2 separate regions of the Alosa sapidissima genome follow, and region 1 is linked to region 2. A link is a contact called in public Hi-C data. All regions are on one chromosome and are shown on one strand. The core of a region is the stretch at or near the end of the contact, and the rest is flanking DNA. Distances in the headings are between cores, read along the strand shown.

Region 1 (2,700 bases), core at 162-2,661, 170 kb after region 2:
CACTGTGTGTTGCAGTAATTGTAGCTAGCAGTGTGAAGTTTGATACAAGTGGCCTGGAGCTAACTACACTGATGAGGAGCTGGGTGAAACCCACAGCATTTCTCTTTCTCCGACTGCATTTTTATGAGCCTCATTGTTCTGTTTCAAGAATTTCAATGCATTTTTTCACAAAATCTGGAACAAAGAATCTAGATGTAGCCTACGGAGTGCACAGGAACTTTATTCACAGTACTTTCAGAATGATATGTTTAGGTTACACATTAGGTTACATATAACCTATATGTATAGGTTTTGACATTTGTTTTTCTCTTGTAAACAAATATTTATTAAAATAGCACCATCCAAAAAATATTTGTAAACAGAATTTCAAGTTGTTGTACAGTGGCCTGGTGTGTAAGACCCCTTCCTGGAAGGCAGCAGACTAGGGCATCTGGCCTTGATGAAGGCTAGAGCTGCTGAATCCACCCTGGCCTGCTGGTGTCTGGGTATGGAACGGGCAGGCATGCTGTAAAATGGGCAAAACCACAGGTAATCTGATCCAATGAAAAGTATTTCACAGCAACGCCTTTTTCTTATTGGCCTTTCCACTGAGATGCAAAATTCAGTTTGAGGTTTGGATCAGAAGTGTTGTAGGTCACAGGCCAATAACTGATTCACTGGCAAATTTTCAATTTTTGCCATCATAACATCAACAGATAAATCATTATAATTACGAGGAGTAAAATGACATCCCCTTTTTAATGTAGCTTAAAGATGTATGTATGGCCACGTTGTAAGGAGGAGCCGATGAGAGTAGGCAAGAAGCCTATGACTCCTAAAAACAATTAAACTTTGAAGATTAATTATAAATATATCATGTTTGTGCTCTCGAAAAACATCTTAGGCTCACCGGAGAAATATGCTACACGTTCGTAAACAAGTTCAAATTTGTGTGGCAGGCAGCTGCGGTTTGCAAACCCTGCTCTTGTGCCAGTCGTGCTGCTGCTTACCACCATAACTTTCGCTCGAGCTAGAGCTGCCAGATTTTAGGTCAGTTTCGTTCTCTTCACTTAATCCCTCAAAGCAATTTTCTAAGACCGCCTCTTTCAGCGCAAATTAATTGAGGAAACAAAAGCTTGTCACTTCGTATTATGTGGCAGTGATTCGAGCACGCGTGTCGTGGCAACAACTGATGCAACTGTAACCGTGCAAGCATCCCCCTCTTATATAACAGAAATGAATTATGACAGAGCCAGTGCGCATTCCATGCAAAACCACATGCACTGCAGTGCAGACATCTTTTTGGGAACATAGTCACAGATAATCTCGCAGCGAGCTCATAATCATAGTGCCACAGAACAAAGACAGTTGGGTGCCATGATCTCAACCCCGCTTTCCGGTTAGTTAGTGTTGAGAACACTGCTTTTACCGTACACGAGTTTCAAGCGCGCACAAAATATTGGTGATTTGGGAGGGGGAGTGTCCCTTCAGCCATGATCAAGCCGTGTGAGAACAAGCGTATTTCTTTTGGGAAATTATTTAAGTTAATATTGTAAACAATCCTATGCTTCTGCTATATCCGTGATCAAATACTAGAAGCCGTTGCTGTGAAGAGTCGGGAAAATGTACAGTCTGGCAGTCTTCAGTCGGTAACGCGTTGCAGTCTAATTTTACCACCCCTCGCCTCCATGAGCTACACACACGCTCACCTACATTAGGCTACTTAACATTACTTTAGTTACTCAACAATTACATAACACGCGCTTACTGTTGATCGGAAAATAGTTACGTCGAATTACACAATCCACGTGACAGCAGCAGCACACGCTTGTTTTACACTGTGTTTTAGTCTGGTTACTTTATTAATTGCGATTTGTACCAGAGATCAGGCATTATTTGGCCGTTACGCACTGGGACCCGAGGAAAGAGTAGAAGCATGATGTTTATTTTAAGTTTCTCCAAAATGCAAAGATTTTCTGAAATGTTATGAACAGCCTGTGTGGTATCTTATTACGATTCAGATTAGGCTGTGTTTTATAGGTTTTAAAATTGACATTGACGGTGACGTAGGAAAACAAAACAAATATTAATTAAATTAATGATGGAATAGTTGGTTTAGGGTAACATAGGCCTATTGAACTTGACGCACAAACTAGCAATAATGAAAAAAGGCTATTATTATTATTATGTAATAATAGATAATATTATGATTAGGCATTGACTATGCATTACACAACATAGGTTTTACACCATGGCATTTCATTTTGATTTAGAAATAGGCCTACCTGGTCGAATTAATTGGTTCTCGCACTCAAATATTTTAGCCTACTCCCAAATCTGAATAAAAACTATTCATGGTTAGGGAAAGTTCTCTGTTAGAGCAAAATGGCGTACAACTACTAGTGGCCCATGCTGCAGAAACCTTGAAATTGGTAGGCGATGGCAGGAATAACGTTGCGTCTTCACAAGGGGGATTACGGTAGCATCCAAGGGGTGTACATATGATGCGTTGAAAGAGGAGGTAGTTCTTCATTTCAATCAGTTGTGTGTTGAGTTCTGTCTATTTTTCATTTTTTTTTCGGGGAGAGGGGGGAAGAATGAAAGTGGTCTTCCAACAAAGCGGACATCATGAACGGCGCACTGTATATTTCGTTTTTTCAAGGCCAGCTCGAATCGGCGCTTGAGCAGGTAGTGCAACTCGCTGTTCAGGAAATAACCAAG
Region 2 (2,700 bases), core at 113-2,612:
CACGAATCCTTGACTTTGAGAAAAGCCCCTTGTCTGGGTTCCATTTACCTTTCTTCTTCTTCTTCTTCACTTCCTTCTCGGCCCAGGAGGGGGCTCCACCCATAGACTTTTGGAACCTGGAAAGCATTAAACACAGCAGGCATTACAACTGGAAAAGAAGCCCGGAAATCTCTTAATAGACCTAAATGTGCCCGTGCACTTATTCTCAAAAAAATATGGTAAATAACAACACTTACTGTTCTTTTAGTCGCTGTTGTAGTTTCTGTTTGGTCATTCTGGATTCTGCACTGCCTTTGGTGAAGTCCTTGCGGAACCGGTGTGCCATGTCCACCCTTTAAAATGAACAAATAGACAATCAAACTGTGCTGAGCAACAACTATATGAACAGGAAGGGACTTTTTTTGAACTGTTAAATAATTTAACTGAAAATAACTTTCTGACACTCAAGTATCAGACCAGACCAGCCAAAAGCTTTTAACTGAAAACAAATAACAAATAAACAACACAAGAAATTAAGCATTCCAACAGAGAGATCAGAAAGGAACCATATGTGCCGGTTTATTGAACCTCTACTATTCAAAAACAAATAAACTCACTCTTCCTCCACTTCATCATCGTCATCCTCCCAAACAGCTTTCTTCGCTGCTGGGACCTGAAGCCGTGATTCATTTACAGTCTCATCATCACTGGAATCCCCCTCATCCAGTAAGCTACCCCTCATGTCATCTGCTTCATGCTGAGGGGGAATGGTTGCGCGCACACACACACACACACACACACACACACACACACACACACACACACACACACACACACACAATCATGTCAGAGATCATGGACATCTTACTAACAATAGAGATATTCAACTGAACTTTTAAACCAATACAGCATTAGGCCTAACGTAGCAAAGTTGCTGTCTAACGTCACCTATCGACTTACCTCCAATCTTTCCACCAACTCGTCCTCCGCACCAAAGACGAGATCCTCCAGCAGTTTGACGGATGCATCTTGCTCGCCCAGGACTCTCAGCAACTTAACGTGGTTTTCTCTTTTATTTGCCTCTTCATCCAAGTCCACCTCCGGGTCTGGGGCTCTCTTCTTGCCTTTTCTGACGTGAGGCATGAGTGTTGCCATGTTGTAAAAGAACTCAGTTAGCTAGCTCTCTAGCCTATGTTTACAAGCTTAATGATTAAAGACTGAAGTATGATCGAGGCAACTGTCACTGTTCTGATGTTCTAGATTACCACGACTCTTTCTACATAAAGGTCCGTGCTTCTATCAAATGTACAGAATGATTTTCAGAGGAGATGGAGTCAATTCCACCATTCGAACTGCTCACTGTTTACCACATGGGGTATTCAGAATTTCCGGTTGTATGACCTGTGAACCCGGAAATTTTAAGAACCTTGACAGTACAATATCGTGCCACTAGATGGCAATATTGGGTAAAAAATAAATTGCTCTCATCCAGTATCAATTTCAAACATGATAAGTCAGTCAATACAACGTTTCCTTTTCTTTAATGTCATCATTGCATTACAAGACTACACAGTTACACGCCCAATGATCATCCAACTGATGGTATAATATTCGTGTGTCGCAGTGAAAATATCAGTGCATTCTCAATGCACAAACCCAGGTTCCTCAAAATGTACGGTCATTGGTAAGCTCCAGAACATGGAGGACTGAGGAGGCTGCCACAGCCCACACGTCAGTCATTATTGTAGAGGCCCACCCCTTCGTGGTATAAAAGCCATCTCGACCCTCTTTCCTGTCTCGGACGCATTTGTACTGTTGAGCTCTTGGTGACTCTTGACAGTTTCGTTGGATCCAGGTATGCTGTTGGCATTACTTTTCATTCAGATTGTTTGCAACCCTCTTGGTTAAACCGAAGGGTTTTATATCATGTTTAAGTTGTCATTTGTAAGGTTATAACAGTGACTGCAATATGTCAATGCCGGTAACCTACCCATTAATATGGCGTTTCCGACCATGTATTACTAAAAACCTTATGCCAGCGTAGAGTTGACGTTGCAGGGCTAAAGCTCGATGATTAAAGAAGCGTAAAGCTTGATCTTGTACACAAGTGGTCGTCCACCATCATTTTTGATGCAACATCGGGTTGTAGGTTCCAGACATGTGGACTCGAGTCACATGACTTGGACTCGAGTCAGACTCGAGTCATGATTTTAATGACTTCAGACTTGACTTGATAAAATTCGGCATGACTTGCGACTCGACTTGGACTTGAATACTATTCACTCGAGACTTGACTCGGACTTTGCCTCTTTGACTTGTGACGACTTGACATGTCGAGTCAAAAACTACATTTCCTGATCGTGGACCAGTCACCCCAGAGATGCTTTCCCTCCGCGACTAAAAAAAAAAAAAAAATAGCGGAGACAAGCGGCCAGTCCAGAGCACAGTTCAGTGCTGCCGCTACCCCCACATGCGTTACGCACTGTGTGTAGGGCACCAAGAGACCGAGAAACGACCAACATTTAGCTAATAACTAGTAGCTTTACTGCAAACTGATTCGCACTCTTGTTAGAGAACGTTTACAATGTCAAAATGCACCAACAGCATGTTACATAAAGATGATACTTTTCGAGTCCTCTCCATTAAGATCCAACTTGAACTTTTGCTAGCCTACTCCATTTAATTGAGAACCCCATCTAAGCACGCGCGAGAGGGAGAGAA

What was found. A called contact is a pair of places that touch in the nucleus more often than the background predicts.
Region 1: a contact with region 2 is called in a Hi-C map of muscle, with 13 times the contacts expected there. The contact joins the promoter of si:dkeyp-113d7.10 here to the promoter of utp18 in region 2. A contact is called at or near these places in 2 of 2 Hi-C or Micro-C datasets (both in muscle).

Annotation. Positions count from the first base shown.
Region 1 is chr3:35,985,653-35,988,352 of fAloSap1.pri, forward strand. si:dkeyp-113d7.10 reads left to right here and starts at 1,412. Exons shown (of 5, transcript XR_006030898.1): 1 at 1,412-2,700.
Region 2 is chr3:35,817,267-35,819,966 of fAloSap1.pri, forward strand. It overlaps utp18 (U3 small nucleolar RNA-associated protein 18 homolog), which reads right to left and starts at 1,363. Exons shown (of 13, transcript XM_042086332.1): 1 at 940-1,363; 2 at 597-736; 3 at 237-332; 4 at 49-116. The coding sequence starts at 1,134. It overlaps LOC121705386 (nucleoside diphosphate kinase B), which reads left to right and starts at 1,680. Exons shown (of 5, transcript XM_042086333.1): 1 at 1,680-1,834.